Regions from separate parts of the Mus musculus genome. Here all the other regions are linked to region 4. A link is a contact called in public Hi-C, HiChIP or PLAC-seq and promoter capture Hi-C data. All regions are on one chromosome and are shown on one strand. The core of a region is the stretch at or near the end of the contact, and the rest is flanking DNA. Distances in the headings are between cores, read along the strand shown. Region 1 overlaps Mertk (MER proto-oncogene tyrosine kinase). Region 2 overlaps Anapc1 (anaphase promoting complex subunit 1). Region 3 overlaps Tmem87b (transmembrane protein 87B). Region 4 overlaps Acoxl (acyl-Coenzyme A oxidase-like). Region 5 has its middle 7.0 kb from the start of Gm36154. Region 6 overlaps Gm39928 (a long non-coding RNA gene). Region 7 overlaps Gm39928 (a long non-coding RNA gene).

The links. Promoter capture Hi-C pulls out the DNA fragments that hold promoters and counts their contacts. Hi-C and Micro-C count contacts between places; a contact is called where the count stands out from the background. HiChIP or PLAC-seq counts read pairs in DNA pulled down with a chosen protein or histone mark.
Region 1: a contact with region 4 is called in a FOXA1 HiChIP or PLAC-seq map of pancreatic cancer cells. The contact joins two enhancer-like sites. A contact is called at or near these places in 2 of 39 promoter capture datasets (liver and stem cell-derived epiblast-like cells), 1 of 484 Hi-C or Micro-C datasets (the G1E-ER4 cell line) and 1 of 115 datasets of contacts at active chromatin or transcription factors (pancreatic cancer cells).
Region 2: a contact with region 4 is called in a promoter capture Hi-C map of liver. The contact joins two enhancer-like sites. A contact is called at or near these places in 11 of 39 promoter capture datasets (the C10 cell line, the HPC-7 cell line, cranial neural crest and 8 more), 2 of 15 datasets of contacts at CTCF or cohesin (CD8 T cells and embryonic stem cells), 7 of 484 Hi-C or Micro-C datasets (the MC38 cell line, bone marrow-derived macrophages, embryonic fibroblasts and 4 more) and 1 of 115 datasets of contacts at active chromatin or transcription factors (cardiomyocytes).
Region 3: a contact with region 4 is called in a promoter capture Hi-C map of liver, with 1.9 times the contacts expected there. The contact joins two enhancer-like sites. A contact is called at or near these places in 5 of 39 promoter capture datasets (the 3T3-L1 cell line, 3T3-L1-derived adipocytes, hippocampal neurons and 1 more).
Region 5: a contact with region 4 is called in a Hi-C map of liver, with 2.2 times the contacts expected there. The contact joins two enhancer-like sites. A contact is called at or near these places in 2 of 15 datasets of contacts at CTCF or cohesin (the NIH/3T3 cell line and large pre-B cells), 2 of 484 Hi-C or Micro-C datasets (bone marrow-derived macrophages and liver), 5 of 115 datasets of contacts at active chromatin or transcription factors (CD8 T cells, SST interneurons, T-cell acute lymphoblastic leukemia and 2 more) and 1 of 9 other capture datasets (bone marrow-derived macrophages).
Region 6: a FOXA1 HiChIP or PLAC-seq map of pancreatic cancer cells shows a contact between it and region 4. The contact joins two enhancer-like sites. A contact is called at or near these places in 11 of 39 promoter capture datasets (the C10 cell line, the HPC-7 cell line, cranial neural crest and 8 more), 1 of 15 datasets of contacts at CTCF or cohesin (the NIH/3T3 cell line), 2 of 484 Hi-C or Micro-C datasets (bone marrow-derived macrophages and embryonic fibroblasts) and 6 of 115 datasets of contacts at active chromatin or transcription factors (T-cell acute lymphoblastic leukemia, Th17 cells, acute myeloid leukemia and 3 more).
Region 7: a contact with region 4 is called in a promoter capture Hi-C map of liver. The contact joins two enhancer-like sites. A contact is called at or near these places in 12 of 39 promoter capture datasets (the C10 cell line, the HPC-7 cell line, cranial neural crest and 8 more), 4 of 484 Hi-C or Micro-C datasets (the HL-1 cell line, LSK cells, bone marrow-derived macrophages and 1 more) and 1 of 115 datasets of contacts at active chromatin or transcription factors (CD8 T cells).

Annotation. Positions count from the first base shown.
Region 1 is chr2:128,736,598-128,739,297 of GRCm38.p6, reverse strand. It overlaps Mertk (MER proto-oncogene tyrosine kinase), which reads right to left. Exons shown (of 19, transcript NM_008587.2): 3 at 2,635-2,700; 4 at 929-1,102. Among named protein-coding and RNA genes, the nearest start is that of Mertk, 39 kb to the right of the region's middle. Within about 2 kb of position 1,252, at least 100 of the 459 cell types and tissues checked have an H3K27ac peak or open chromatin away from gene starts, as enhancers often do. A contact at or near this core is called in liver and pancreatic cancer cells, where this site is marked.
Region 2 is chr2:128,608,089-128,610,788 of GRCm38.p6, reverse strand. Anapc1 (anaphase promoting complex subunit 1) reads left to right here. Exons shown (of 48, transcript NM_008569.2): 48 at 1-706. Among named protein-coding and RNA genes, the nearest start is that of Gm39929, 4.1 kb to the right of the region's middle. Within about 2 kb of position 1,413, at least 3 of the 459 cell types and tissues checked have an H3K27ac peak or open chromatin away from gene starts, as enhancers often do. A contact at or near this core is called in liver, where this site is marked.
Region 3 is chr2:128,831,891-128,834,590 of GRCm38.p6, reverse strand. Tmem87b (transmembrane protein 87B) reads right to left here. Exons shown (of 19, transcript NM_001355629.1): 9 at 377-476. Among named protein-coding and RNA genes, the nearest start is that of Tmem87b, 15 kb to the right of the region's middle. Within about 2 kb of position 1,275, at least 42 of the 459 cell types and tissues checked have an H3K27ac peak or open chromatin away from gene starts, as enhancers often do. A contact at or near this core is called in liver, where this site is marked.
Region 4 is chr2:127,889,466-127,892,165 of GRCm38.p6, reverse strand. The region is part of intron 8 of Acoxl (acyl-Coenzyme A oxidase-like); the gene reads right to left. Among named protein-coding and RNA genes, the nearest start is that of Acoxl, 36 kb to the right of the region's middle. Within about 2 kb of position 1,340, at least 43 of the 459 cell types and tissues checked have an H3K27ac peak or open chromatin away from gene starts, as enhancers often do. A contact at or near this core is called in T-cell acute lymphoblastic leukemia, liver and pancreatic cancer cells, where this site is marked.
Region 5 is chr2:128,472,152-128,474,851 of GRCm38.p6, reverse strand. No RefSeq gene overlaps it. Among named protein-coding and RNA genes, the nearest start is that of Gm36154, 7.0 kb to the right of the region's middle. Within about 2 kb of position 1,446, at least 6 of the 459 cell types and tissues checked have an H3K27ac peak or open chromatin away from gene starts, as enhancers often do. A contact at or near this core is called in liver, where this site is marked.
Region 6 is chr2:128,543,308-128,546,007 of GRCm38.p6, reverse strand. All of the region lies in intron 1 of Gm39928 (a long non-coding RNA gene), which reads left to right. Among named protein-coding and RNA genes, the nearest start is that of Gm39928, 5.1 kb to the left of the region's middle. Within about 2 kb of position 1,272, at least 140 of the 459 cell types and tissues checked have an H3K27ac peak or open chromatin away from gene starts, as enhancers often do. A contact at or near this core is called in T-cell acute lymphoblastic leukemia and pancreatic cancer cells, where this site is marked.
Region 7 is chr2:128,511,744-128,514,443 of GRCm38.p6, reverse strand. The region is part of intron 1 of Gm39928 (a long non-coding RNA gene); the gene reads left to right. Among named protein-coding and RNA genes, the nearest start is that of Gm39927, 8.8 kb to the left of the region's middle. Within about 2 kb of position 1,358, at least 5 of the 459 cell types and tissues checked have an H3K27ac peak or open chromatin away from gene starts, as enhancers often do. A contact at or near this core is called in liver, where this site is marked.

The DNA of each region.
Region 1 (2,700 bases), core at 3-2,502, 850 kb before region 4:
GCACACACACTCAACAAGTATTTAAGCTAAGGAGACGGCTGGACACAGGAGCGGGAGCTCAGTAGAGAGGGCAGGGCCCAAGACATAAAGTTCCAGGCAGCCATCCCACAGATGGCATTGAAACTGCCCGAGGAACTCAGCCAGGAGGGTGTGCCTCGGAGGGAAAAGGAGCTGGGCCAGGACTGAGCTGGGCACCCGATGTTCAGAACTGGCCTGACAACAAAGAAGATGCAGTGAAGAGGGAAGACAGCCAGGATCATGTGCCTTTTAAAACGTCCACCACTGAGACCTCAGGCCTAGATCTGCCTCGGGCACACAGCGGACCCTCCTGAACACTCGCTGAATGCATGAGAAAGGAAGAAAGGATGGAGCATGGCCACATCATCAGATGGAGCTCAGAAATGGGAACCAGGGGAGCCACAGAGGAGCCCATTGGCTTAAGCGGCACCGGAAACTTCAGTGGCAGCCCAAGAGCAGGAGCACAGCCAAGGCATTCTGGTTTGGATGGAGATCAAGATGACCATGGAATGTCAATTCACCAGCAGTCCCACCATGACTCACAAACTTCCTGCCACAGTGCTCCGTGACCGATCCACTTTCTTAGCATCCAACCTCAATTAGGTCTTTACTTTAGTGTTTCTATAGGGTAGTTCCTGCCAGGAAGGCAAGGCCACAGTGCCATGGAGATGTGAGCAGGGCTCTGGATGCCTGGGCTAGATTCTGTCAAGGGAGGCAACTGGACATCCCACTTCCTTTCCAATATACCTACTCCTCTCTAGTGTTCCCATACCTGCTTTTGCCCTTCTTGATTGACCACTGTTGGGGTATAGCAATCGGCACCAAAGTTTTGTCACCTTTACAGTTAGAGGGGAAGAAACACATGAATGCATGCATGCATGCAATACATAAGCATAATGCTTAGACTTACCAGGTACGGTTAGGACAGACGGGGACCTTTCCGGTTTTTCATTAACACGGCTGCTATTTTGAACCCAGAAGATATTGACGGGCTCAGGAGGGCCCACGGCCTGGCAGGTGAGGTTGAAGGCTGTGTTTCTGGTGACATTCACACTCTCAGGCTGCTTAATAAAGTAAGGGAGTCCTGCAGAGAGAGCAGGGCAGAGTATGCTTTAACCAGAAGCAGAGCTTTAAAGACAGGGATCGGGGGTTTCCCCAGGTCTGACATAGCCAATTGTCACCTCCAAGTAGAGTAAGAAAGAGGGCAGAGGTTTCTGACTCCCAGTCTATCCCCAGCCAGCTTTCTAGGACACTTTTTTTTCTAGGCACTGTGAGTGGTGATTCATCTGCTTTGGCCAGAATGGAATCCATAGCCGGCTTTTAAATCAGGTGTTTGTTGCTCAAGGGCTTGGCACTGGTTGGCAAGTTGGCCGTATTTCTCACCAAAACAAGCAGAGCAAGCAGGGAAGATGGCTGCATTTAAGAGTGCTCGCCACTCTTCCAGGGGATCTAAGTTCATCTCAGGAGCCACATCAGGCAGCTTGCAACTACCATAACTCCAGCTCAAGGGCTCTAGCGTCTTCTTCTGGACTCTGAAGTCCACCCCCAACCACCCGCACACACATGTATTTGTGTAAAACTAAAGCGTTTATAGCAAGCAGTTGTTACTTGAAGACATAATCAGCAAAGTTCTATAGCTATAATCCTAAAATCTACTGAAACTCCAAAATCTGGCCCACAAGGGAGCTGGGGAATTTTCAAAGAAAGCCAATGATTACTTGTTTGGACTACATGCCCAAAATTTTACCAGGGCAAGCTGGCTAGCCCCAACACTTAATCATGGGTTTTATAAACTCGTGTCTCACAAATCTGGTTCCACACAGGATAATAGGATTCTTTTTCTTTTCTTCCGTTTCAAAGCTTTCAAGATTCAGACTTTCCTCCAACTTGTGTACTTTCCTGGGATCCTGATAAGTAAGTTGTCTATTAAATACTGTATTTTACAAGATTAATTCCAAATGTAGGGATGCCCTCTTGTTGACTGATGCCCACATAATCCTGGCATCAGCTGTCCAGTCTGGAATGGGTCCAAAGCAAAGGTCCCTATGATTCTCATCCGAGGGGCAGTGTTTCTGTCTCTTCCCTCCATTCTTACCCATTGTAAGTATCACTCTCTCCTTTGTCCCTTCCTCCCCCCTCTCTCAAGCCTTCTGCAGTGGTCCTGGGCATCAAGTTCATGTGCACAAGGGAATGGGCATTGGAAAAGCCTTTTGGTGGGAATGGGATGTGGAAGGTGCGGCAGAGGGGTAATAAGATGGCGATGCTGCCAAGGACACTGTGGAAGGTGGCACCTCTTAGCAACACTTAGGCAATAAAGGCCCCATAGTGGAGCAAATGCTTAGCATGCACAATCCTCTGGGCTCGTGCACACACGCACATGGGCACATGTGCACACACACACACACACCAAGAGCCCATTATTACATCATTTTCTAAAGTAAAAATGAGAATTGTCTTGTAAAATTCCAACACTAATGGATCCATAAGGTTTACAGAATTATAAACAGACAGACCAACCCCCAGAGTGACAGACCAAACCCCCAGAGTGTCATTTAGGAGACATGTGACACAGGCTCTACCCTGTTCTCCGGCAACAGGATATGGCTTTGGGCTCACCTTGAACTTCCACGTATATGGGATCAGATACAATCTCTCTATTGTTCACCTTCATCTTACAGAAGT
Region 2 (2,700 bases), core at 164-2,663, 720 kb before region 4:
AGTGTACTTTTAAGACTTTTTTTTTTCTTGAAACATATCAGAATTTTAAAACAGGAACTTCATAATAAATTTAGTAAGATTTATAAGCACCTGCCAGATCTTAATTCCTGTTCTTTTATACTCCAATGTTTAGCTGAGCTGCTAGCTTTTCTCTGTAGCTAATGATGTCTCAAGTCTCTGCCTTGTGAGGCTGCAGACCACGTGTTTTAAGAACTCAAGACATGTTGGGTCATGGTGTCATGGTCACCTCATAGGTGGAGGGTGGGTACCTAAAACAAGGACAGAAGCCAGCAGCTAGTGTTACATGGTAATTTTCTTCTGCTTGAAACATCCTTCCAGGAAGAAGGGGAGGGGAGCCCCAAGACACTAAATAAGCATCACGTGTCTTAGGAAGCTGAAGCTTAAGAGTCACAAAGTGCTTTCCCAAGGTTGTAGAAATGGAACTGTATGGGAACAGGACAGAATGGGACAGATTGACTTACCAGCAGAGCTCCCCAGAGAAGGCCTGGCTGCCTGGGAGAGGAGATTCCCTGACTAGTCAAGCAGCCTGCAAGTTGTGTAGAGTTGTTACCCATGATGATGTGGGCTTTGGTGATAGAGCTGCTTTTTGAGTCGTTCCTGCTCCTGGAACAACACAAACCCCTATTCCTACAAGTGACCCCAATAAACTCATTATATTGCTAAAGTTGGACTTTAGCAATGTCATTACTTTGGTATGCCAGTGATTCTCTGGTGTTTGGGTGCATGTGTGTATAGAGAAAAGCTCCTGTGTACTGTATGGATGCAGTACCTGTCAGTTAAAAGCTGATTTGCCTGAAGCTGAAGCAGGAAATAGAAGGTGGGACATCTGATAGGCAGTAAGGATTCTAGGCTGGGGAGGAGCAAATCCACAGAAAGAAGATGGTTGCATGCAGGTTCTTATTTGGGAGCTTGGGGTCAGGAGGAAAACTTGGTTTTTAACAGATGACACTAAACATATAAGGCAAGAAATCCAAACCTTTTAATTTCATACTAAACAGATAAAGTCCTGGATGGAAAGTGAATAAACAATTTGAGGCCAGTGAGCATGCAGTGTCTCAGACCAAAAGAGCCTGCCTGCCTGCCTGCTGCCACTGAAGGAGCAAAGAGCCTGCCTGCTGCCACTGAAGGAGCAGAGGAGCACTTTTAAGGTTACAACACTTGCTGAACTTTGGCACACTTTTCTGTGGACCAAAGAAGACCTCTCCCTCACTGTAGCTGGTGGGGACCTGCCTGGGAAACACCTGCAACGGGCCACAGGGACAGGGGTCAGTCATCCAGATCATGCAGCCAGAATTCAGAGGTTTAAAAAACAGCCCTCAGTGAAACCCTGATGGCATAAGGCAGGGTTTACCCCGCCTTTCCAGAGTGGGGAAAGGTCACAACGTGTATCTGTGCAAATACACAAGAGCTCCGGACTGCTGGGACCCAGAGACAGAAACAGATTCGCCCATCCCTGTAAACCTAGGAGCAGGAAACACTGCAGTATCCTGAGCTGAAGAACAGAGGGAGACAAAGGAATCTGAGCACACTGAAACTCGAGAAAGGTAAAACAATTGTATTTTAAAACTAAAAAGGGGAGCTGGTGAGATGGCTCAGGGGTTAAGAGCACTGACTGCTCTTCCGAAGGTCCTGAGTTCGAATCCTAGCAACCAAATGGCAGCTCACAACCATCCTTAATGAGCTCTGACGCCATCTTCTGGAGTGTCTGAAGACAGCTACAGTGTACTTACTAAAAAGGAATTGGATATTAAAATTAGCATATACATATAAGTAAAAAAAAAAAGGTAAGTTTAAAGATATAGGCATGTAAAGATGAGAGACACTAACAGGTTTTGGAGTTTGTCTAATGCTCTTTAAAATGATTCCAAGGTAGAAATAGAATAGATATAGAAGAGAGAGCATATTACTTATTATGACATCACGTTAACAATCCTCAATTTTAACCTTAATAATTGGCTTTTTCCTAAATGCTTGGGACAAGGTTGAACTACAGGGACGATCTGAATCATTTACAAAGATAACCCAGGGTTCAAATGAACCTTTCACTGACTTTTTTTTTAACTAAGATTAACTATAACTCTGAGTACAGTGGTGTCAGATCCAAATGCTGGAGAAGGTTTAATTGAGTCTCTAGCTTTTGAGAATGCTAATGCTGAATGGAATAAAACTTTTATGAATGGAGTAAAACTACTGCAGACATAGAAGTAAATGCTCACAATTGGGTTATAGTTAGGCAAACAATTACAGGAGGTTTAAAAACAAAATGCCCATTGTGAAAGACCATGTCATTCCCTAAAGGACCGTGAACAAACAGTTCTTAAGGATAAATTCTTCTATACTAGTAATAGTTCAGGGGAAAGGTTTCCTGTAAAATGTAGATGTTGTGGAAGGGAGAGTCATGTGGCTCATGAATATAGGTCATCCAAGGATAGCCAAGGCCATTTCTTAATTTCAGAAAACTGACTAATGGGCTTTTCTCAAGGCCCAGCAAAAGACATGAGCCATTCATTTCCTGTCCACTAAGGAAAGATTATTCTGGAAAAACAATTATATAATTCAAAGCCTCATAAGACAAACAGCTGCTCAAGACTTAAACCACTTAATGGAAATAGAGCGGTTCCTAAGGAAACGAGATTCTAAAGATGCCAACAAAACAAACACTCCCCACCCCCCACCCCA
Region 3 (2,700 bases), core at 26-2,525, 940 kb before region 4:
ATGGAATGTCCACTAGAAAATAAATGGTGGTCTCTAGTTATTACGGTTCCAAACTCTGGGTCTGGATTTGCTGCACCTTTACAGTAAGACATAGACCACTAAAGTTAAGGTGTGGTGGCAATGCTTATAATCTCCACACTTAGGATGCTCAGGACACCTTGGCTACAGGGATTCAATTCCGGATCTTCATTTGGAGACAATATAAAATGGCTAGTCCATTCAAGTTTTTTTTTTAAACCCATGTTCCCGCAGAGTTTCCCCTTGGGGATTCAGGTAGCAACTGACAAGCCCCCAGTTCCACAGAGGTCCTGGTACACATGAGCTGAAGCACTAGACTGGAGAGTTGTCGAGAGCTGTTCATCACAGCAATACTTACTTCACAATGCCATAACCCAAGCTCACAATGATCACAAGCAGGCGAGCCAATGTCCTCTTAACTGCAGATATCAGCTCTGCAAATATCAGTAAACCTTGAGCTGAGGAACAAGAAAAGAAAACAACTGGTTGTGTGTACTCTTGAAGACCTGTACAGTGACATTGACACACGCTAAAAAATTACTGTGCATCAACATTGACATCAACTGATATTCCAGGCCTCAGTGAAAGGCAACACTACCTCCTGAGGACTCACCACAGGTGTGATCAGCTAGCTCTATTGGGCAGTTTTCTTATGTCAACCTGAAACCTATCAGAGCTCCCCTCCAGCTACATCCCTCTTCATGTACAGCAAATATCTGAAAGCCATCATGCCCTCTGAAGTTCTCTTTTTTCTAGTACCTTTGTCATTTATTCACTTAAGATGTATACTTACAGTACTGGTCTAGAATGCACAAGGCGCTGGGTTCAAACTCTAACCCATAAAAAGAAATGCAAGTATTCATTGTGCTCCTGCTATATATATGAGAGGCACCTTGAGCTCTATCTGCATAGACTTTGAACTCTGGCTAGGACATGTAAGCAGACACAACTCAGCACGGGGAGGGCTGCATGTGACACAGTAACCCTGGGACTAGGAGAAAGAGCAACCTAATACACATCTGGGGGGCACATAACTGGTCTGGAAATGAGGATTTACAGACTAAGTGGATATATGTGGAGGAAGAAAAGGGCAAATATAGCCCTTGGGAAGCACAAAAAGAGAGGAAAGCACAGTGTATATGCAGTAGAGTGCAATGTCGGAGTATAAAACAGAGAGACCAGGAGCACTCGTGGCTCTGGGGACTCTGTTATGGAGTCCAGACTTGATGTTGAAATCTGTCCTTGCATATTTCTGTAAGCCAAGTTTTATCATAACACAGACATGCTTACTTGCTTATTGTTGTCTGTGGCTGTGTTTTACTCAGGTCAGAGCTGAGTCATCAGAGATCATGTGGTGTGCAAAGTCAAAAATGTTTAGTACATGGGCTTTGTAGGACTCTTCAAACATACTGACAGTGACTCATAGTTTCTTTGCTAACCCCTTTGATGACACCTCAGATGAAGGACTTGGATTCTCTGATGGCCCCAAGTGGTATTTCATTTCTTCATAGACCTCTGGGTTTTGCTATTCTTCAGTCCATACCACCCTTGCTCTCTCTAGGTAAGAGATCCTTCCCAGAACAGAAAGGGGATGAGCTACCTTCTCTGACACTCAGTCCTGTTCCAACCCTAATGCTTTATCATCTTATACGACCTCCCCCTGACCCTGACAGTACTTGGGAAGGAGTCCAGGGCCTATGTAAGCTAGGCAATTTACCACCACTGGGATACACCCCCAGCACTTCGATATCTGACTTAGAGCACATATGCAAACATCTCTGTGCATGTATACACAAGCCATATATAGCAGGAACAGCTCTACCACGTAGTCCTCCATGTTGGCCTTTGTTTAGTCTTTTGTAGATATGCTTTTTTCAGAAATTTCAAACATTCCTCAACAGAGAGAAATTAGTGTGATAAATTACTATGAATCCACCACTCAGCTCCAATAAATAGCAACATGAGTCCAAAGTGGCATGTATATTTCAATTCAGTTTTTTTCCCTAGAGTTGGCTAGCATCACTATGCCTGTTAATAATTGATGCCAAACTCATTTGTAACTGCATTCAAAAGGACATTTTTACCCCTTTGAAATCTTCAAAGTGTCAGTGGTAAGACCAAGTGCTCACTCCTGTGACCCGTTTGTCTCTATCTTCTCCAAGCCAACGCACATATCTGAAACAGCAGCCTAGCCAGCTTCAAGCATCCCACTGTGCAAACCATGGTAGGACCTCCTTTGATCATAGGAAGCTTTTGCAGGGTGAAGAGAAGAGGAGAGCACAGACTACAGATACCACAGACTTACTCTCTGGGGCTCAAGAGCCTTTCTTTTCTTTTTTCCAAGGAGAGAAAAAAACAAAACTCAGAAAAGTAAAATATTAAAATCACTGGCGACACTTAAGGTGCCCTTACCCATATCTTGGTATTGTTTTAATATAATTAGAGAATGGGAAATTTTCTTTTTCCAAAAAGGAAAATTAGAAAGAAAAAAAAGGAGAGAGCACATGTTCTAGCTCGGATGATCAGGGTGCTACTCTAAACTGTCACTCTGTGCAGTGCACATGCTTATGCACCAGACGACACTGGTGTCCTGATTTATTGCTCTCCACCTCATTCCCCTGAGACAGTCTCTTACTGACCCTGCAGCTAGACTGCTAGCTAGCAAGCTCCATGGACTCCCCC
Region 4 (2,700 bases), core at 91-2,590:
TTTTGACCTATTAAAGTTTATTGTAGACTAGGCATAGAAAATTATTACAAGCCGGGCAGTGGTGGCGCATGCCTTTAGTCCCAGCACTTGGGAGGCAGAGGCAGGTGGATTTCTGAGTTCAAGGCCAGCCTGGTCTACAAAGTGAGTTCCAGGACAGCCAGGGCTACACAGAGAAACCCTGTCTTGAAAAACAAATAAACAAACAAACAGAAAAAAAGAAAGAAAATTATTACAGTGGATTGAGTTTTTTAAAATTCCTCTGGACACCTTCCATAAATGTTTGCCATAAATGGCTCCTTTCCCCATAAAAGAACATCTGTATGAAGAAGCCTCGGGCCTCAGCCCTTCATTAGCCCTCCTGGCACACAGATGCTTGGGACCACGGAAAGGTACTACTCTTAGAAAAAGCCAGCAGCCTACTATAGAGCCACTAGATGGGGTGGAGGCCTAGATTCTGGCCCTGCCACTAGCCAGCTGACATCTGACAAATTCCAGTTTGGGTAGAATCTCTATGACTTTCAATGTAGACAATTTTTAAATCTTTGGTTAAGCTCAGTTAATCAAAGCAAACATGACTGTATACCACACAGTGATCCAGGAGCAGCTGTGGCTAGGGCTTATGCAAGACACTCAAAGACTTATCACCTGAAAACTACCCTGCCTGCACGGTAAGAACTGGACCCTAGTGAACTGTGAGCCCTGACAAACCCTGGACAAACTGCTATGTTGTTTTAGATCACAACATTTCTCAACTAAATACAAGACTCATGAGAATATCCACCTTACAGGACTGCCGAGATGAACTGTGATTGCTCATAGCATGCTTCAAATGCTGTCCCTTAACAGGAAGCTCTCAACAAAAGCCAGCCACAGTTGTGGCTTTTCTCTTTCAATCCCTTTCTCTGTGAATCTACTAAAGCAAGGGACAGAAACATGACAGAGTGAAATGTGAAGAAAAGGGACAGTCCCCTTCACAGGGACCATCTTACATGGAAATGGCTTCAGGCAGAAACACTGAGGAAAACCTGCCAGCCATCGGTTGTCATTGTCCAACCTTCCAGGTGGCACAGACGATGATTCCCAGTGACAGGTGACAGTCTCCATGAAACAATGCAGCTCCCTACAGCTGTAGCCCAGATACCCTCTGTCCCAAGTAAGTGGGCCACAGAGCTGAGGAAGGCCAGCTTCCTTCCTAGCAGGACCCAAGCAAGGAACATCTGAAAAACAGTCCACAGCCATGTGTCCCAGTCCCCATGGCTGCCGTGGCTGTACCTGGAGCCTCAGAAGGCTGGGTTCCCAGAGGCCTGTTTGGCCTCTGATGACTCACTGACAAGCAGTGCTGATCCTTGAACTGCTGGCACAGTCACAGCAGCTAAAGTTCCCTATGCCACATCAAACAGGGAGGAACGCCCAAGGACTTCCCTCTCCTTCAGCACTGAAAAACTCCACTCCTACCACAGGCGCTGAGAGTGTCCATCTATCTGTAAGCACGACCTAGCTGTGTGACTCAAGAAAGATGGGCTGCATGCCAACTCTAGGTCACTCTGCCAGGGATCAAGAGGCCTTACTCGGAAATATTTCTATAAAAGAGGGGGTGGGGCGCAGCTGAGCGACCGAGTTTGTATTCTTCATGTAGGAATTCTTAGATTCAATCCCAACCATGGAGAGCAGTGGGGCTTAGTATAGAACACAATCTCCGAGGTCCCTTCCAACCCACAATACCCTAGGGCTTTCCTTCTATAAGGTGCTAGCCCTGGATCCCGACCACCACCTGCCCCTGTCCCCTTGCCAGGGTAACCCTGGATGCTCCCTTTCAATGGTCTAGTTTCTTTGGTACACTCTGAGTCTCTGTGGGGTATGCACCAGGTCATCTCTATCATCATCGCAGTGCTGAAAGGGAACAAATTGGGCCCATATAAAAGGAACTGCGCTCAAAACGGTAGTTCTTCCACACACTTTCAACACACAAGCTTATCTCTAGCTGTACTGAGCTCTGGCTCCTCACTTTGGAGGAAAGTGCGGCAGATTAATCTTTTAAAAGATAAATATTGCGGTATATATGTCTTTAATCCCAGTAACTGGCCTGAAGAGGCAGGGATATCTCTCTGAGTTAGAGGCCAACCTGGTCTATAAGGGGAGTTCAAAGCCAGGCAGAGATACATTGCAAGACCCTGACTCAAAATAAAGATAAATGTTTACGTTTCTGTTGTAAAAACATAAGCAATTGCCATAGAGTCAACACGACAATGTGTAAGCATTTTTATACCCATCCAAAGTGATACAACGGGCTTTGGTTTTGTTGGGTTCATTTGATTTTAGGAGACATTTATGAGTCAAATTATGCCCTGGAGTCATCAAAATAACCATAGCTTATTTACAAGCTTGATCTTGAGCCCAGCAATCACACAGCTGAGGCTCCCCCACTCTCACAGTGACCATTGCCCTTTTAAAGTCAGCACTTGTGGTTGATAAGAAGCCGAATAAACCGCTGACAACGGCAAAATTCCAGCCACTTCTGACACCCAAAGCAAAGCAAATAAGCAGTCAGGAAACAATCCGCAAATTGGTCTTTGCTGCCCTCTGGTGGTTGGTCCTGGGAAGGTTCCACGCCATAGTTGACACAGATGTACCCTTACCCCAATCTCCCATCCCAGGACCATCTACGCTAAAACCATCATCCCACCAGAATTCTCACCCACA
Region 5 (2,700 bases), core at 197-2,696, 580 kb before region 4:
CACTACCACCACCAGCCCCTTACTGGGGATACCAGTCAGAACCAAAGTCACCTTGGTCCTGTAAACCAGCTCCCTGTCTGCTGTGTCTGTGTTGTGGGTTCTCCTTCTTCGACCCTACACTGCACTCTGCTACAGTTGGTGCCCTCTGCTCAAGGCAGGCCACCTGGATGTTAGTCCAGGGCTGGAGCTTTCTGTCCATCCTCCCAACACTCCTGCATGGCTTGCTCTCTCTTACAGTAGCCCTGTACTGGATTCCCAGGGCTCTCGGGTTTGTTCCTCTGTGCAACCTCCAGCTCCAGTCCTATATTTGCAGTGAAGGCAAGAGCAGATTGTTCTCACCCCTTTAACGGCCCCTGGCAGGCACCTGCTCACCCCCGGATTATTCTTATGTTCTCCTGAGTCACCTGTAACCCATGGCACTGGAAAGGACTTCCATTGTTGAAGCCAGCACTTGTAGGCTGTTTGGGTGAGACAGCAACCCAGAGCCACACTTGCAGAGCCTGTGATCCAACAGCTGGGTTTTTCTGCTAACAACTTCTGAAGCCTAAAGTCCCACCTTTTAGTAACTTGAAGTCCCCTTGAAACCGACTCAACTGGATTCGACACGATTCGTTTCATCAGTGTTTACACAGTGCTTATTGCTTTGGGCATGGTTATGGGCTCACGGCCAAAGGAAAAATGGTCAAGGGTCCTGGCTTGACAGAACTAAAAATTTAACCAGGAGCAGAGATGCTGGACACCAAGCCAATAAACACATGAGGTTAAAAAAATATTAAGAGTGAACACTGTGGGAAAGTTGATTTCCTTCAGGTGATTCTGTCGGGGATATCCGAAAAACCTCAAAAAAAAATTTTTTTAAAAAGCATTAAAGATCTGAAAGGAGAGCTAAAATATTTCTCATATAAATAGAGCTCTCTTGTTTCAAATAAAAGAAGCAAAATAGACCAGAGCCAAGTCCAGGAGCAGCAGGAGCTTCAAAGGACACTGCATTCATCCCATTGACACTGGCATTGCTGGAAAGTTCAGACTCGACGTGCGCCAGCAAAGGAAACTACACTGCAGAAAGTTCTCCAGGCCGGGAACCACATGCTGTTTGCACAAAGGAACTAACCCCAAGGGATGGTACTGACCCAAGACAAACACGCTGCAAATGCTGTGTGTGTGTGTGTGTGTGTGTGTGTGAGAGAGAGAGAGAGAGAGAGAGAGACACCAACTGATGGGGGATGGGCCAACATCAGAGACCGAGCACCTGCTTGCCTGTGCTTGTGATTATAGAGACCAGAGGTCAGCTTTGCGCATCTTCTTTTGTCCCTCCCCACTTTATTTTTTGAGACAAGATCTCACTGAACCCGATAACTTCTTCCAAATAGTGTAAAAAGCAAAGTGAGGCAGGAGAGGAAGCTGGCCAAGGTTGCCATGGCCTGGTTACTAAGGTCAAAGCCAACTGATTGATCGTGATCACATTGCATATCCTGGACAGGATCTGACCAGCATGGTTTCTCAGTGTTCATTCCAATACTAGCCGCCTCGGTTAGACCACGGGAAAAGACTCAGACACGTTTTAATAAAGAGGCATCTTGACAAGGCTGCCTCAAAACTAGTCAAGTCTAAAGACATCAAAGTTTGAGACAATATCACAACCGAGAGAGGCCTACGGAGGGTGATGACTAGACGAAATGTGCTGCGCTGAGTGGGATCCTAGAGCAACGCTCAGGAGATCTCAATAAAATGTTGACCTTGTCAGTAACAATACGCCGTTAACCGGGACACGGGACTGTGTTAGTTACAAGACGTTAACGTAAGGAGGCTTTGGGCAGGAGGCTGTCTGGGAAGTCTCCACCCTGAAAGCCCTGCTTTCGCCACAGTTTCAGCTCCCTGTGATCAACCGTGGTTCAAAAACATTAAACAGATAATTCAAAAAAGAAGATTCATTGATTTTTAAATTGAAAGCCATCTGAGAAGTATCCAGGACAGGAATCTTTTTTTTTCCCTCTCTCTCTCTCTCTGGCATATCCATTCAACGACAGTGGAATACACATCTTCCCCCAGGGACTCCCGAGATAGCCATCGAGACAGGGCACATTCTGGCTCACAAAAGAAATGTCACCAGATCTGCAAAGATTGAAAGCATACAGGTGTGTTCTTGGACCCCAATAAATAAGGCAGAAATCAATAACAGCGGTGAATGAACAAGTCCCCCAAAGACTTGACAGTTCACTGGTCAAAGAGGCAGTGTCAAGAGAAACTGAAAAAGAAAAACTGCTTTTAAATAAAAATGAGAAGGCACAGATATCAGAAGGGGGGAGGGGTGGGACTCATGGAACTCTGAGAGGGAAATTTACGGCAGTAAATACGTGCGTTAGAAGAGAGAGGAGACTTCGAATAAATAATCTCTGTTCCGAGACTCCGCGGAAAAAGAATGCAAAGATTCTCAGTGAGCTGAAAGAAGGGAAAAGGTAGAAAAATGGGGAAATAGGGGCTAATCCAGGACACAGAAGCTAGGTTCCTGAAAAGGTCACTAAACTCGTGAGGGGGTGGGAGCAGAGTTAGGGAAAGGAGGGGCAGAGAGTGGATTAATCCTAACTAAGGGTGTATGAAAAACTGTTAGGAGACACCACTAGTTTGTAAACTAGTTAAAAATACATTTCTTTAAAAAGGAGTTTGAGCAGAGGTACCAAACATAAGTGAGCAATTCTGTTC
Region 6 (2,700 bases), core at 23-2,522, 650 kb before region 4:
CACCCTCTTCTGGCCTCTGAAGACACTGCATGCATGTGGTACACAGACATGCATACAGTTAAAACACCCCTACATATAAAAATAAATAAACATTTTACAAAAATGAGCTGGGAGAACCAGCCACACCTAAGGTGGCGTGGTCATGTTTTGAGAGACCATTAGCCAGAAGGGAGACTCTCTGTGTAGGTGACCTCCTTAAAGATACTGTTCTCAACCAGTAAGGTTCCTTGATGCACAGTCCCTGATCATGGTGCAGGCTGCTCTTCTCCGTGGAGCTGCCTAGGCAATCCCTTCATAACCCTGCCCGCGCATCTTCTCTGCATCGCTAACTCCTTACTGCTTTAGCAGTGAGGTGCTTATTGCACCCAGCAGTTGGTGTGCAGGGAGCAGAGACCGTCTGTTGGCAGCCTGACACTTGTAGGCAGCTGAACCGAGGAGCCTAGCAGCTCAGGTGATGGAGGGGAGGCTTTCTGTGCTTGTTTCCTGCCCTTCCCCCTGCTGTGAGGAGACTGACCGTATCCCTAGTTCCTTATAGGCCATCTATATTGGGCAGTGTTGAGGAAAAGGAAGTTTTCTGTGTTCAGAGAACCATGCAATACAATTTTTGGAAGCTGCACTTGGCTTGAGGTCTGGCTCCAGTTTTGTCAGGTGTGATCCCCAAAGGCCTGAGCTAGGTGTTACAGAACACGACAACTCACTGTGGCACTGTTTCTAACGTGAAGGTGGTGTTTGTCCGGCTCCTGTATCCTCTTAGACAGATGGCCTTGTCACAGTTGCCCATCCCACAGAGAAAGGGTCTTGACTGGCACCCAGTATGAACCCTCTCCCATCAGGAGGCTGCTAATTCCAAGCCTGAGCACAGAACCCTGCTAGCTAGAACACTTTGGTGCCCTGCACACACACACAGCATGTAGGCTGTTCAGGCCTCTCAGGATGCATCTCTACACAGCGCTCCCTAGTGGACAGAGGAGGCCCAGTTCTTCACATCTGCTCAGTGATATCTCAAAAGAAATCTCTCACCCAGTCTCTAAGGTGTGGCACTTGGCTGCTGGGAAAAGACACAGTTTATCTGGCAACTAAAATTGTTTTGCAAGAGGTTCCCACAATTATGGTCTGAGGGAGGGTCCCTGCCAGCTTTTCTTAGTCACTTGGGCTTAGTGGGGGGAGGTGGTTTTTCTTTATTTTGTTCTGAAGGCAAAAGCCATCTGGGGGCAGGGTAATTACCCTGAGCCAGGGAGACAAAGGGACTGCAGTTCTCAGCTCAGCTGCAGGTGGCTGAGAGCTCTGGTTGGAATGTCACAAAGTACCCAGGTTGAAGGGTGAGTCAGAAATCCTTAGGTCACTTGTGGTTTTCTTTCATGGTTTTGCTGTGACTAGTCACTTGTTTTTACTTAGCAAGAACAACAGATGTTTGGGTGTCTGAAAGAGCACTGCCTGCCCCCTGTAGTCCCGGGGCTGCCCCAGTCTGGTAGAGAGGAGATACACTGAACATGAGACCCAGCAAGTCACTTACAGTGCCAATGTGAATCGTAGATAAGCAGTGGGCATCCCTGGGCACCGATAACGAGCCAGGCTTCTGTGGTGCTCAAGTTAGCTTGGAGTGGAGGTATCAGATCATTTATTTGAGTTACTCACCTTACTGAGCCAGTCCTCTGGACCCTCTCAGCCCCATGGAAGCAAATCCCTGCCTCGGAAGTGTGTGTGTGTGCTCAAATCTTGGCTCTGCTTCTGTATAGAAGCCAACATCTCTCACCTCAAATTCTGTTGCTCCTTAGATATAGAGTATATGTTTAAGCTCTGCATTGGGATTCTTTCCACCTTGTTGGGCCTCCAGACACTGGACAGCTGTTATTACCAGATGCAGACACTCTTGTGACTAACAATAACAGACTGACTAGAACCACTGTCTTCTGAGGTGCAGGGGCCTCCGGCCTCCTTTGCTGCTCAGGCCTGAAGTGGGATTTTTCAGGGTTTCCTTAAAACAAAAGGTGAGGCTTCTCTGCACTCTACAGAAGGGAAAGGGAAAGGACACACCAGCTTGGGCCCTTCGCTGCAGGTCTCCGAGTGGTTGCCGTTTGCTAGTGAAACAGAGCAGAAGCAAAACTGGGGATTAAAGCTGGCTCTTTCACCACCGTTCTCACCTGTGGGCCTAGTTTACCTGTGGGCCTGGGGCTTTAGTCTGTAGTCGGACCATAGATGGGTTAGAATACCACAAGCGAGTGTTATGGTTTAAGGATGGTGTGTTTGAGCACTTGTGCCCAGCTGGTGGAGCTGTTTTGAAGGATTACAAAACTTTTAGTGGATAGAGCCTTGCTAGAGGAAGTGGGTCGTTAGAGAAACGGTCTTAAGTTTTTATAGCCAGGCCTCACCTCAGATCTGTCATCTGGTTCCTTCATGCACAGTGCGGCAAGATGCCTTACTCTCCCGCTGCCGGGCCTTCCTTGCCAAGATGGACTATCCTGACTCTTAGACTGTAAGCCAAGAGAAACCCTCCTACTTTCAAGTTGCTTCTTGTCCTGCATTAGGTCATAGCAATAAGAAAAGTAACTAAAGCTGGGAGTGGTGGCCCATGCCTTTCATCCCAAAACTCACGAGGCAGAGGCAGGCAGATCTCTAAGTTTGAGACCAGCCTGTTCTGGTCTACAGAGCAAGTTCCAAGGACAGCCAGGGCTACATAGAGAAATCCTGTCTTGAAAAAAA
Region 7 (2,700 bases), core at 109-2,608, 620 kb before region 4:
ACTCAGGAGCTTGCGACAGCATTAGAAGTTCTGGGTCAGGAGCAGGAGGCAAAGAGTGAGCTTGTCACAGCCCAGCATGGCTTGGTACCTCCCAGAGATCCTGGTTCCTCTCGCCAGGCAGGGCTCTGCTCTTTCAGAACTTGGTGTCCTTTATTAAGACACTTGGTGTCCTTTATAAGACTATGGTAGTGACAAGACTATGTCTAAGAATGAAATCACCGAGCTCTATGGATGGAGATGGTAAAGACTTGTAGTGTCTAGCCTACAGTCAGGAAAGAAGGAGGAGCAGGATTCAGAGGCGCAGTAGGGCTCAGTGTGAACTGAGAGACACCACACGGCTGACCCGTGGCTTAAAGCTCTGCAAAGGTTGGGTAAACAATGTGCACAGCATTCAGAATACACAAAGGAAAAAGAGTTTGATGGGAAATCCAAGATCTCAGAGAGGGGCGGGGGATGGCTCAGTGGGCAAAGCACTCACCACTCAAGCATGAGGACCTGGGTGTGGCAGCAGGTACCTGCAACCCCAGGGTTGGGTAGGGAAGGTAGCAGAGATAAGAGGATTCCCAGAGCTCACTGGCTAGCCAGTCTAGGTTCATTGTGAGAGTTTATCTCAAAAAATAAGCCAATCAGAGGCTCTTGAGGAGGCTCTGTGCGTTAAGGTGTCTGTCACTAAGCCTGACAACCTGAGTTCAATTCCCAGGATCCACATGATGGAAGAAGAGAACTGACCCGCAGAACTTGTCTTCACATCTGAATGTGTTCACTGTAGCATGCACGTGACATATTCCCCAGCCCCACATGTACACAAAATGAATAAATAAAAATGTTTTTACAAAAATTCAACCAAAGTTAACTTCTGGCCTCTACATGAGCAAGCACAGGCAAACGTACTGGCACACAACCCCCCCCCCCCCCACACACACACACCTCTCTGTCTCTGCCTCTGCCTCTGCCTCTGCCTCTCTCTCTCTCTCTCTCTCTCTCTCTCTCTCTCTCTCTCTCTACCTCAACTGGACATTTGTGAGGATGACAGTTGTCAGAACTAATACTATTGTTGTTTTATAGGGAAACAGGACTTTTAGGATCTAAGTCAGTTCCCCATACACTTACTGTCCAGGACTATGAGCAATGCATTCTGTTTGAACAGCCATAGATAAGGCATAGAACATCTGGGACACTTGAGATATGAGGGGGGGAAACCCCCATTCTCCTGAATAGGAGACACATGTTCTCCCTGCTCAGGCCCAAGGCCAGCATTAGGCATCTTGGCCATTTTTCACACTGGCTTAAGGAACGTTATCACGGTAAGTCAGTGAGTGATAGTGCTTCATGAAGAAACCGGTTAGACCTTTACCCTTTGGGTCATAGAGAGCCACTTTCAAGTCAGGTGACACTCAGCAGCAGAGAGAGTGACAGCGAGGTTATCCTAGGGGAAACAGTGCATTTGTCTGTGCAGCGTGGGAGGATAGAGCAGGAAAGACTGCTGCCCTGCAGGATGAACCCTCCCTGCCTGCCCACAGCTGGCTATTTCGAGGTGGGAGGACAAAACCAGCCTGAACCCATTTGTTCTTAGGACTTTATGTTGTGTGGACTTTGTAGAGGTGTTTGCAGTCATTACTCTGGTTAACCTTGTGCTGTGGAGACAAAGGTTGTTGTCTCCAATAACAATGACAAACCTTAATCCACTGTACAAAATGACCGAGATGCCTAGTGTCAGGTGTGTATAGATATTTGTGTACATGTGGGTGTTTGTATGTGCATGTGTGCATATATATGTATGTATATATATATGTCTGTGTATAGGTATATCCATGTGCACGTGTGCATGCATGTATGTGTTTATGTGTGGCTATGTTTATGTCTATGTGTGCATATGTATGTGTATATGTATGTTTGTATATGTGTATATATGTGTGTATCTGTGTGTACATATCTTAGTGTATATATCTATATCTATACCTATACCTATATCTATATCTACCTATCTGTGTGTATACGTATGTTTCTGTGTAGGTATGTCTATGTGTGTATGTCTGTGTGTGTGTGTATGTCTCTGTGTATGTTGTCCTTTGCTCTGTAAAGTCCCTAGGGCCTTCTTACACTCAAGTATTACCTACTCCTCTAAATTTTATTTATTTAAATTTTACTTTTTAATGTGCAGGTGTGTGTAGTGTGTATGTTCCTAATGTGTGTGGGCTCATGTGGATAATGGTGTATATGCATGTACAATGTTGGCTTTAGATGTTTTCCTTGGCAGCTCTGCTTTGTTCTTTGAGGCCAGGTCTCTCAGTTGAACCCAGATACTGATGCTATGGGCTTGAGTAGCTAGCGAGCTTGCTCTGGAAGAGCCCCTGTATCAACCTCCTGAGTGTTGGAATTATAGGCTGGCTGACACGGGCAGCCTGGATCTCTGAATGCCGGTCCTTATACTTGCATTTATTCACTAGTCCATTTACCTAGTCCCTTCCTCGTTCTGTTAATAGATAGTATAGTGCCACCATAGCACAAAGGTGGCTTTAATGCAAGGACAACTGCAGAAGCAAGGGTCATCTCTCCATCTTTTTGCCTCTCAGAGCAGCATGCTATCCTATGCAATATTTCCCTAAGACAAAGTCTCTCTTCCGTCCCTCTCCCGCATTCCTCTCTAGCAACAATAAACAGGGCCCTGGCTGAGGACAGATTTGATTGCCATTGGAGGGT